Regions from separate parts of the Sus scrofa genome. Here region 2 is linked to region 1. Evidence: chromatin contacts called from public HiChIP or PLAC-seq data. All regions are on one chromosome and are shown on one strand. The core of a region is the stretch at or near the end of the contact, and the rest is flanking DNA. Distances in the headings are between cores, read along the strand shown.

What was found. HiChIP or PLAC-seq counts read pairs in DNA pulled down with a chosen protein or histone mark.
Region 2: a contact with region 1 is called in an H3K27ac HiChIP or PLAC-seq map of alveolar macrophages. The contact joins the promoter of KLC4 here to the promoter of PEX6 in region 1. A contact is called at or near these places in 2 of 5 promoter capture datasets (fetal liver and liver), 7 of 47 Hi-C or Micro-C datasets (alveolar macrophages, blood, embryonic fibroblasts and 3 more) and 2 of 2 datasets of contacts at active chromatin or transcription factors (alveolar macrophages and skeletal muscle).

The regions. Positions count from the first base shown.
Region 1 is chr7:38,048,519-38,054,806 of Sscrofa11.1, reverse strand. PEX6 (peroxisomal biogenesis factor 6) reads left to right here and starts at 2,451. Exons shown (of 17, transcript NM_001110426.1): 1 at 2,451-3,394; 2 at 4,857-4,987; 3 at 6,247-6,288. The coding sequence starts at 2,513.
Region 2 is chr7:38,118,563-38,124,587 of Sscrofa11.1, reverse strand. It overlaps KLC4 (kinesin light chain 4), which reads right to left and starts at 3,914. Exons shown (of 16, transcript XM_001929222.4): 1 at 3,708-3,914; 2 at 1,802-2,083; 3 at 18-248. The coding sequence starts at 2,059. It overlaps MRPL2 (mitochondrial ribosomal protein L2), which reads left to right and starts at 3,920. Exons shown (of 7, transcript NM_001185067.1): 1 at 3,920-4,135; 2 at 5,752-5,920. The coding sequence starts at 4,040.

The DNA of each region.
Region 1 (6,288 bases), core at 1,202-3,701:
ATAAGGTGGTGGCCATTGGCTTGGAGAAGGAAGAACAGAATTGGGAAATGTGTAGTATCAACAGGATTTAGTGATTCATTGGATTGTGGGGAGGACCGTATGGGAAAGGGAGGCATTGAGGATGACTTCTGGAAGCCATCAGAGATGTAGGAGGAAAACTGGTGTCATAATAGCAAAGGAAGTGTAAGAGGCTTGGTCAATAGTGTCAGATTCCAAAGAAAGTTTGAGTAAGATCAAGATCAAATGGCATCAACCCGCCATTAAAAGGTTATAGGCGATCTCCGCAGGAAAATTTCAGAAGAGCAGAAGGTTATAGGGGGTTGAAGACTGAACAGGAGATGGAAGTAAAAACAACACATCTAGGCTTCTGACTATCTTCTGTATGGGAGTAATATTTGGCTTTCAGTGACTAATGACAATTGCAAGGTAATAAAGAGTGGATGGCATGCTAACCATTATTTGCTAGGGGAAAAGCTTGGGAGGAAAGGATGTTTATTTTTGGGTGGATATTTGTGTCTGTATGGGTGCTGACCCAGGCAGGACACCAGATGTATTTACCCACTCCTAAGGTCTCAAGGAGCACCACAGCCCCAAGGCCTGGAGCTTTCCTGCTGCCATGTAAAGCAGGCATATCCTCTTTGGACTCCCCCCACCCCAATCCTCCCAGTCCTTGGTCCCTCTAAGTGGCAGGAACTACCAAATGGAAACTTTTATCCTTGTGAATTCAGATACCTAGTACATTCTTGCATGCTGTTTTGAAGATGTGGAACTAGGCATTTTCAGGTTTAGGACTAGAGGTAACCTCCAGGAACTATAATCAAACACTTAAAAAAGTATTTTCTTATCTCTCTAGGGATAAAAATATCTTATAACATGTAAACCTAATAGTCACCCTTTCAGGTTTTCAGAAAATTCTCAGCAATGCAGAATGTACAAGGTAGAAGACTGCTTCAAGATGTAAGAAAGAATGGAGTTCCTGTTGTGGCTCAGCGGTAACAAATCTGACTAGTATCCTTGAGGATGAGGGTTCAATCCCTGGCCTTGCTCAGGGAGTTAAGGATCTGGTGTTGCCGTGAACTGTGGTGTAGGTTGCAGACAAGGCTTGGATCTGGTGTTGCTGAGGCCATGGTGTAGGCTGGTGGCCACAGCTCCGATTCGACCCCTAGCCTGAGAATCTCCATGTGCTGCGGGTATGGCCCTAAAAAGACAAAAAAATTTTAAAAAGATGTAGGAAAGGAGGAGTTCCCATTATGGTGCAGCAGAAACTAATCCAATTAGTATCCATGAGGATGCAGGTTTGATCTCTGGCCTCGCTCAGTGGGTCAGGGATCCGGCATTGCCATGAGCTGTGGTATAGGCCACAGATGTGGCTCAGATCCCACGTTGCTGTGGCATAGGTCAGCAGCTAGAGCTCCGATTTGACCCCTAGCCTTAGAACTTCCATATGCTGCTATGTGTGTGGCCCTAAAAAGAAAAGAAAAAAAAAATGCAGGAAAGGAGAAAGTTGGGTAGTAGCTGGTAGAGAATGCAAAATGCAAGGTCCAGAAAGTACATTGCCACCAACCAACCCAATCATTCTAAATGCAAGTATGTTGTTACTAACTGGAAGTATGGCCAGTCAGTGTCCAAGTGCACAGGACACTTATACGGAGCAGTGGAGGTGGAGCCAAGGATGGATTCTAAGTAACAGCACAGATGTTGGGTTAGTACTCATGACTGAAGCCTTGAACCCCTCTCTTCTGCCTCCTCTGCTGCCCACCCGTCTCTAATGGATCTCTAGTCAGGTAGGATTGGTGGGGGGGGCGAGCAACTGGTTTTGGAAAGATGAAAAAGTAAAGCTCCTTTGTCTTTGCCTCAGGTTTGATGGGAATAGAACAAACAGGACAAGAAACACTGGAACGTGGGTTTTGTGTAGGATGTGTTGGAACAGGTGTGGCAGCACCAAGCACTCCAGGGCTACATGAATCATATGCAGTAATTCAGCCAGCAGCCACTCCATATCCATGAGCACATCCAAGACAGTTTTATAATCTGACTGCTCCCTCCTGCAACCTTCCCCACAACCCCCAAACCTCAGTGCCAACAGTGCCACAGAGTGAACTCCTGCCTAAACACTCTACCTACAGCTCCCAGACGCGGGCAGGAGTTTAGTCCAGGGCATGCTGACCTTTCATTGATCAATCAATAAACTGCTAAGTACATGCTCTGCGGCAGGGTAATTGACAGGACGTTACTCCCCAAGCAGGCGTGGAAGGTAAATCCCTGTAAACACACCTCAAAGGGTGCGTGCGTAGACTACCCGACCACAATTACTGTGCTACTGCCATCAAGACATCAGCCAGACCAGCCCAAGGCACCACCCTCTCTGAGCAGCTCTAGCGCCCTACGCCTCGCCCACTTCCCTCGCGCCTCCCCTGACGGAAGCGGAAGCGGCGTGTGAGCTGCCCCGGCGTCCGGCTTCCCGGTTACGGAAGCTGCGCTCCGCCGTGGAGCTCTTTGGTCTCTTGTCACCATGGCACTGGCAGTCCTGCGGGTGCTGGAGCCCTTCCCGACCGAGGCACCCCCGTTGGCGGTGCTGCTGCCACCCGAGGGCCCCTGGCCTGCGGCGGGGCTGGGTCTGGTGCTGGCGCTGCGGCCTGCAGGGGAGAGCCCGGCAGGGCCCGCGCTGCTCGTGGCGGCCCTGGAGGGGCCAGGCACAGGCACCGAAGAGCAGGGGCCGGGCCCCCCGCAGCTGCTAGTTAGCCGCGCTCTGCTGCAGCTCCTGGCCCTGGGCTCCGGGGCCTGGGTGCGGGCGCGGCCGGTGCGGCGGCCCCCAGCGCTGGGCTGGGCGCTGCTTGGCACCTCGTCAGGGACTGGGCTCGGACCGAGAGTCGGGCCGTTGCTGGTGAGGCGCGGAGAGGCTCTGCCAGTGCCGGGACCGCGGGTGCTGGAGACGCGGCCGGCGTTGCAAGGGCTGCTGGGCCCAGGAACGCGGCTAGCTGTGACTGAGCTCCGTGGGCGGGCCAAACTGGGTCCAGAGACTGAGGACAGCAGCCGGCCCCCACCGCCACCCTTGGTGTCCTCCTTCGCGGCTTCTGGCACGGTCCGGCGACTCCGGGGAGTTCTGGGAGGGACTGGGAACTCGCTGGGGGTGAGCAGGAGTTGTCTCCGTAGCCTCGGCCTTTTCCAAGGCGAATGGGTATGGGTGACCCGGGTCGGAGAGTCATCGATCACTTCCCAGCCACACCTGGCCACGGTGCAGGTCCTAGAGCCTCGATGGGACCTCTCTGAAAGACTGGGACCTGTTTCTGGGCAGCTGGGAGAGCCCCTCGCTGACGGACTGGCCCTTGTGCCTGCCACTCTGGCTTTTAATCTCGGCTGTGATCCCCTGGAAGTGGGAGAGCTCAAAATTCAGGTAGGATACAGGACTGAAGTCAGGAATGCGTTCTCTTCTTTATCCCCCCCTTCTTTGTCTTTAGCTGAACTGGAAGACCAGAGCTATAGAATTTGGGTTCCTTACTCCCTAGATCTTGGACTTTCTGCTTAATGCCTCCTAGGCTTATGTATCCATTCTCTACAATTATGTTGGTGGTGTATGGGAAGAGCCTTCACTATTCCTGTGAAAGGTGAGAGTCACAGTCAAATTACAGATCGAATCAGTTTTTTTGTCCATTTGCTGCTGCGTGTCCAGTATTGTGCTGGGCAGTGTGGAGGATGCTACCTCAGTGCTTATCCTTGACTTCAAGTTCCTTCCTGGCCTTCTGGCCTCCTCTGTTAAGAGCCTACCTTCCTTTCCTTCAAGGCCCATCTAAAGATGCCACCTCCTTCTCAAAGCCTCGTATACTCTCACCACAACAAATTTAACATTACCTCTTCATTTTGTACCTTTCAGGGAGCATTTATTTTATTGTCTTCTTATAATCATGTAATCTGTCTAGTCCTCAATTTTATATTGTAAATTCCTTGAAGGAAAGGGCCCTTTATTATCTTTAGTGCTTAGTATTTCACTTTAATATTTTATGAAATATATCCAAGAGAAGTTTTTGCTTTCTGCCTTTAAGGAGCTTACTTTTAAGAAGATGGTTGTGTTGAGGGGGACAAATATAATCTAATGGTTTTTTGTTTTTTGGGGGTGTGTGTGTGTCTTTTTAGGCATATTGAATTTCGAAGGCCAGGGACTGAATCTGAGCTGCAGCTGTAGCAACACCAGATCCCTGAACTCATGCCTCTGCAGCGACCTGAGCCACTGCAGTTGGATTCTTAATCCACCACACCACAGTAGGAACTGTCTGATGTGTCATTAAGCACCTAGATTATGGTTTAGTCCTGCACAGTCCAGTAGGGAAGCCACTAGCCACTTGGTGGTTCTTTAAATCGGTTGAAACTAAATAAAGTTAAAAATTCAGTTCTGGAGTTCTCTTGTGGCACAGTGGGTTAAGGATCTGGCATTGTCACTGCAGTGGCTTGGGTCACTGCTGCAGCACGGGTTCAATCCCTGGCCCAGGAACTTCCACATGCTATCAGCATGCCCCCCCCCAATTCAGTTCTTCAGTTATTTTAGTCACATATCAAGTGCTCCATAACCACATGTAACTATAGAACATTTCTATCACTGTAGAAAGTTATGTTCGGAAGTGCCGGACCAGGCAGTTAGTGCTACGGAATGTCAAGAAGAGATAGAAGGTGTGCGTGAGTGCAGGTGCGGGTTTCCCTCAGAATGGAGGAAGACTACTGGAGCACCTCACACTGGCGCTCATTCAGCTGCCCCAACCCTTTCAGCTTCAGTCAGATCAGATCTGCTAAGTACAGCTTGGATTCAGAGTGTCCCCACTCATGTCCAATTAATATTCCCAGTGGCTGCCTGATGTCACTCAAAGGACTTGTGGGAATTAAAAGTCTTTACCATTTCACTGGCCCTGGGCCAGCATAAAGGCATCGCAGATTGGTTATCTTTGCTGGTGAACGTTTTGGAGCTGGAGTCAGAAATCTTCCTGGTGCTCATTAGAAGGTGAGGTTTCTGTTTTCTAAAGAAGATAAAGGTGTTCGGCTCTTCTGCTGTAGGTCCCCTCTCCCACAAGCCCTGTGGTTACGGGAAGTATAAAGGATGAAAGTAAAATACTGTTGCTAAGAGGCTGGGCAGAGCTTGACTACTTGGAAGGAGGTTATAAAGTGGTGGTTATTTCTCTAACAGAGGTACCTGGAGGGTTCTAGCACCCCTGAAAACAAAGGAAGCTGCTCAGTGCTGCCCGGGCCTCCGTTTGCCAAAGAATTACACATCGAAATCGTGTCCTCTCCTCACTACAGCACTAATACAAATTACGACCATGTTCTTTACCGGCATTTTCAGACACCCAGGTTAGCTGCTTCCCCCTTTCAGGAGGATGGCATCTCACCCTCATTGCTTTCCTCCTACCCCCAGCCTTGGGGTCAGGTACCATAGAGCCTCTGCTTGTATTTTATTTTTTTATTTTGGTATTTTTACATCTGCAGTATATGGAGGTTCCCAGGCCAGGGGTCAAATCGGAGCTGTAGCCCCCAGCCTATGCTACACCCATAGCTACACCAGATCCAAGCTGATCTGCAACCTACAGCACAGCTCATGGCAGTGACAGATGCTTAACCCACTCAGCACGGCCAGGAAGTGAACCTGTGTCATCATGGATACTAGTCAGATTGGTTTCTCCTGAGCCACGATGGGACCTCTTAGCCTCTGATTTTAAGAAAGCCACATTTTAAGGCAGTGTTGTGGCTAGAAGCCCAGCAGTGTGTCAAGCGGACAATAGAAAAGAAATCTGGACTACAAGCTGAATCCAGACATTCTAAACTGAGAAACCATAGTGGCTGAGTGGAAACAAATCTGACTAGCATCTATGAGGACTCAGGTTCGATCCCTGGCCTCACTCATTGGGTTAAGGATCTGGCATTGCTGTGGCTGTGGTGTAGGCTGGCAGCTGTAGCTCCAATTCTACCCTAGCCTGGGAACTTCCATATGCCGTGGGTACCTCCTTAAAAAGACAACAACAACCAAAAACCCTGAGAAAGCACCTGGCTTTGAGAAGGCCCCCAAAGAGCCGAGATGCTGCTTTGCCCCTCTCTGGTCTCTGTTCCCCTCTCTAGCCTCTCTGGCATTTCCCCAAGCTCATTCTAGTCAAACTTGTTCTCTGGGTGGGTATTAGGCCCCTAAGAAACTGCCTGCATATTGGGGATGGGCCAGGCCCATGTGCTTGCCTCCCATTGTGAGCTGATGGCGCCACTGCTGTGTTACAGGGCAGTCCAGGAAGGGGATGTTCTGTGCGTGCCAACAGTCGG
Region 2 (6,025 bases), core at 2,665-5,164, 68 kb before region 1:
CCTGTGCACATGCTCACCGCAGTGTGCCCATCTTCGTCATACTGTCGCAGCTGTCCCAGGAACTCTAGGTGCTTCTTTTCCTCCTCCAGCTGAGCCACGGCTTGTTCGCTGCGCTGGAGTCGCTGCTGGGTACCCGCCAGCTCGTCCCGGAGCCACTGGTTCTCCTGACACAGCCGCCGGACCTGAGCCCGCAGCTTCTGTTTCTCTGACTCCACTGTGCTCAGGTGGTTGGCCAGGGCCAGCATCACCTAGGTGGGCACATCCTGTGAGCCTCAGGTGCTGGATGGGAGTGTTGAAGGATAGGCAGAGGGAAGCCTTTGGAGGCGGCAAGACTGCCAGGGGCCAGGAGGGAGAGTTGGGTAACCTTCGAAATATACCCTGAATCCAATTTCTCACCACCTCCAGAGCCCCCACCCCGGGCCAAGCCACCATCAGTTCCCACATGGATTATGGTAATAGCCTCCTAACTGGCCTCCCAGTTTCTGCCCTTGTTCCTTTAGAGTCTGTTCTCAACCTTGCAGCCAGATGATCCATTTATTTTTGTCTTTGTAGGGGCCACACAGGCAGCACATGGCAATTCCCAGGCTAGGGGTCGAATCAAAGCTGGAGCTGCACGGTCTACGCAGCCACAGCAAAGCCAGATTTGAGCCCTATCTGCGGCCTATACCTCGGCCTGTGGCAACTTCGGATCCTTAATCCTTTGAGTGAGGCCAGGGATCAAACCCACATCCTCATGGATACTAGCTGGGTTCTTAAATGGCTGAGCCACAACAGGAACTCCCAGATGATCCTTTTAAAATGCTGACTTAGACCACATCACTCCTCCACTCAGGACATTCCAATAGCTTCTGTCTCATTCAAGGTAAAAGGCAAGTCCTTATGATGGCCTACAGTGCCACATGCTCTGTCCCCCTCCCCCACCCCCATTACCTCTCCAACTTCGTTTTCTATTTTGCTTCCCCTCAGTCACTGCACTGGCCAGGGGGAAGCCGCACTGGCCCCTCAGTGAACTCAGGGGACGGCTCGAGGTCAGGGCCTCTGCACTTGCTGTCCATGCTCTCAAAATGCTCTTCCCCTGTTTAGTTTACTGTATGACCCAACCCCTCATCTTCAATTCTTTTTTTTTTTTTTTTGGCTTTTGTCTTTTTAGGGCCATACCCACAGCCTATAGAAGTTCCCAGGCTGGGGGTCGAATCAGAGCTACAGCTGCCGGCCTACACCACAGCCACAGCAATGCCAGATTTGAGCCGCATCTGTGACCTACACCACAGCTCACGGCAATGCTGGATCCTTAATCCACTGAGCGAGGCCAGGGATCAAACCCACAATCTCATGGTTCCCAGTCAGATTTGTTTCCACTGCGCCATGATGAGAACTCCCTCATCTTCAATTCTTTGCTCAAATGGTGCCTTTTCAGTGAGGCTTTCCCGGACCACCCCACCTAAAACTGTATCCTCTCTCCATACACCCCAATCCCCTTCCTTGCTTTATTTTTACCTTTTTATCCTTAGCAATTATCACTCTGGCACACTGAATCACTTATTTATTTGTGTATCACCTGCTTCCCCCAGCTAGACTCTAAGCTCCAAGATGGCAAAGCTTTATGGCCGTTGTGTTGAGTGATCACTCTCCCGAGCATCCAGAAGATTAGTGCCTGGCACATGGTGGAGGCTTAATACTTATTAACTGGGTGAATGAATTCAAGCATCTAGGAAAAGGGATCCCAAATGAACCCAAAACTCCATCAGACAATTCTTCTCCATCTACCTGGGGCCACTTGGCACCACCTCCTCCCCCTCACCTGGGCCTCACTCAGCCCCAGCTCGATGTTTTCCATGGATCGGCGCAGCTGCCGGGCCTTCTCGTGCACCAGCCCTTCTTCATGGCCTCCCTGCTGCAGACACTCGATGGTATGCGAGAGGCTTTGCAGCACTGCCTGGTGCTCACTGTGTAGAGCCTCCAGCCCTTGGCTCACCAGACGGGTGCTCCCCAGGATCTCCTCCTGGCTGAGCCGGTGCCCTGCAGACTCATCCCGCTGTCCCAACACCAGGCCCGACATCCTGGCCAGGGGACCGTGTCTGGGCTACAGAGAAACAACAGAGCTCAGCTGAAGTCAAAATAACAACGAGGGCTGAGCGCCCTGGTTAGAGGCTGGCAGGGGTGGTGGAGGGGGGAGTCCAAGTGAAGGAAAAGAGCAAATGGAGGGGGGGAACCCTGTGGTTTAATTGGAGAGAACAAGTGACCAGTGAGGAGGCAGCCTGCGACACTAGACACAAAACTAAGGTTGGGGGAGATAGAGAAGGAGAGGAATTGACTTGAACGAAGAAAAAGTATAGAAGGAACAGAGGTGCTGAGAAGTACCAGAGGGACTGAGCTAAGGAACAGAATGGAAAAGGAGTTGGAGACAGATTTGGGGTTAAGAAAAGGAATCAGGAGAGGAGAGACAGCCCTCTAGGGAGCACAGAGGGTGTTTGAGAGCACTGCAAAGGGAACGAGGTTAAAGCAGGCAGGAGATATGCTGAAAATAGTCAGAATTTTTTAAAAAGTGCGGGGAGAAATAGGTTTCAAATCAATGTTTAAATCAAGAAAGAGAAGGAAAAGAAAAAAAATAGGAGCCTTCATCACAGGACCCAGATGAGAGGCACCTAGAGGTGCGGGTCGCCCACAGAGCTAAGCCCAGCATCTGCAAACCTGGTCAGCCCTGCCTCTTTCCCCACATGCCTGAAACCTCAGGCCTCAGGCTGTCTGACTACTTCCTCAAAAGGGCCTTGTTTCTCATCTTTGAAGTCTTCTTACCTGTATATAACCCTTGGTTGTGGCGTTCAGGCAGGAGCCCGGAAGAAACTCTGTTCAAGCAGCCAGGGACTCAGAAGGATCTGCCCTGCCCAAAGTCCAGAAGTCCAGCGTTCCCACCCCTTCTCTCACCACTTCACAGCCTCCCGAGGACCTGGCATAGAGCCCCACCCAGGACAAACACCCTCCCTCCCCTGCCCACAGGTCTTCAAAGACGACCAAGGTCCCTCCTCCTTCCAGAAGCCAACCTCCCACCCCAAGCCTGGGAGCTATTTTCTCCCAAGAAGAGAGTGAGATCTGATCTGAGACCTGAGGCAAGGGGCGTGTCTGGGAACGGGTGAGGAGGAAGACCTGGTCACTCTTTGCCCAGTCATCTCTATGGCTTTGTCTCTATCATGATCACGTACTAACATACTAACAGGCTCTGAGAGTCAGCGTAGAGTGCCTCCCAGGTGCCCGATGATGCAGGGAAGAATGGCAGGTCCGCTGAGTGGCTGCGGGATCACAGAGGATCTCGGCGCTAGGACTTGGTCTCCCCGGCCTGGGAATGCGGTGAAGTGTCCCAGGCTGTCGACCTGCCCTGAGGCCCAGGGTGGGGAGAGAGTGCGATGGGCAGGAGAGAAGGGAGGAGGTGCGGGGTGATGACCCAGGTCCGCGTCGCGGGCGAGGAGGACCAGGGGCCGGATTATCCCGAGGTCAAGGAGTCAGTTGGTAGCGCAGGGGGCGGGGCGGACCGTCTGTCCGTCCGTCTGGACGCCGAGGGGGCGGGAAGAATCCCGGGGGGCGGAGTTTTTGAATCCGACTCGAGTTGTTTGAGACTGCTCGGAAGGGCTCATTTCTTAATCTGTCCGGGAGTGCAAGAAAGAGGTAGCAGGATCTCAACTCTCTGCCCCAAAGTACCCTTAAAGACTCACCCGCAGTCTGATGATCTGGCTACAGCTCTTGCCGGTACTGCCCCTTTAAATCCATCATGGCTGCCGCTCAAGGCAATTGTTTTGACGGCTCTGAGGGGCGGGGCCTGTTCCCCAGTCACGCGACCTATGAGCCGCCGGGGGATTGGGTCTACCTGGCACAGGGAGGAAAGGAGGTGTGTGTCCAACTTGGTCTCGGGTTCTCCGCCCGCCTCTTTTCTTTTTACGTCAGGATGGAGCGACGGCACTTGGACCAGTTAGCGTCATCCAGTAGCGCCAGGGTTCCTCGCTAAAGGTGATGGTGGTGTGCTGAACCCAACCGAGCCTGGCCAATCATGGCCCTGCGGGTATTGACCCGCGCTCTTAGCTCTCTGAGCCTGACGCCCCGGATCGCTGTCGCCCCCGGCCTAAACCTGCTCCCGGCCGTCCAGGTAATCTACCTTACCGGGAGTGAGGCTGTTTCCATTTGGCAACCGGAGATGGGGCACCAGGAGACGCGGGGGGGGGGGTGCGAGTCTGGTTAGGAGTCACGCCGGCCCGTGACCTTGGATAAGTAACTCTCAGCCTCAGCTTTCTCCTCTGTAAACGTTGCTATCTCATAGGGTCGCTGGATTCCTCAGACAAGATATTGAAGATGAAGTGCCTCACAGACAAATGTACAGCTTTCAATAATAACTTACGTTTATTGAGTGTCTCATAAGCCAAGTCAAATAAACTTTTAAATAAATGAATTCCTTTCAACCAGTTTATAAGTTATTATCATTACCGTGTTACACATGAGAAAACTGATATGTAATCCAAGCTCGTACACCAACTATTGGAGCTAGGCAGACTGGCTTATTATATATTATTATAACCATTAAGGATGAGTTAAAAGAATTAGAAAATTCAGGGCAAGATACCAAGACTAGGGGCCTAACATATGAAGAAATCACAAGATTCCTAGTGGGCTGGGCAACTGGTGAGTTACAGAAAAGAAGTTTGTCTTACCTCTCTAGACCTTTCAGACTGATGGTGGAGTTTGGCAGATGGATACTTAAAATTCAAAACCAAACCAACCTACAATGTGAAATGTTGGGACTACAGCAATGAACAAAACATAAATGGTCTCTCCCCTCCATTCACATCTGAAAAACTCAGAAACATAATGCAGTAAAATGGTCACAGGGCATTGCTGATGGTGGCACATGAATATATAGAAGTTATCAGCTCTGGAGAAGTGAGTTGTTTAGGGAAAGAAAAGTTTCTTGGAGAAGGAATGTTTTGAGCCAAATTTGGAAGAAGATGCACCAAAGGGAGAACACTCCATTGAAGAAACACTTCAGAGGTGAGAGGATCAGGGGAGAAGAGGTAATCAGCACACATATATCTAGATAAAGATTTCCCACTGGTATTTGTGCAAGCTGTGAAGGGTGGAGTTTTGGACACCTATTCTGGGACATTTCCAGGAGGAAGCTACAAGCTAAACTTTGTGCCCTCTCCCTTGGTTCTCCGAGGCTTCTCCTTTCTTTTGACTTTTTATGGCCACACCCACAGCATATGGAGGTTCCCAGGCTAGGAGTCGAATCAGAGCTGCAGCCACCAGCCTGTGCCTTAGCCACAAGGGATCCAAGCCATGTCTGCAACCTATATACCACAGATTCTTTTTTTTTTTTGTCTTTTCTAGGGCTGTACCTGCAGCATATGGAGATTCCCAGGCTAGGGGTCTAATCAGAGCTGTAGCTGCTGGCCTACACCAGAGCCACAACAATGCGGTATCCAAGCTGCATTTGCAACCCACACCACAGCTCAGGGGCATGCCGGATCCTTAACCCACTGGGTGAGGCCAGGGATCGAACCTGCAACCTGATGGTTCTTAGTCGGATTCATTAACCACTGAGCCACAATGGGAACTCCATATATCACAGATTCTTAACCCACTGAGTGAGGCCAGGGATCAAACCCAAATCCTCATGGCCATTAGTCGGGTTCATTACCGCTGAGCCACAATGGGAACTACCCACCTTCAATTAGCTTGCAAGTGAAATTGAATTCTGTTTATCTCTAGGTGACGAACAATGTCCTCCTTACGCTGCCCTCTGGCTTGATGTCGCTTCCCTGTCGCCCAATCCTTACCTCTGTGGCCCTTAGTGCTACGTCTGTGTCGTGGAAGAGTCGTACCAAGTATACCGTTATGCCAGTGAAGATGAGGAAGTCTGGGGGCCGAAACCACACAGGTGGGGGCAGGGGCAAGAAGATTTAAGCAGTAAAGGGGGAAAACATGGTAGGACCCTAGGTCTATATTTTGATACAGCCAGAGGAATGTAAGTAGAAAGCAATTA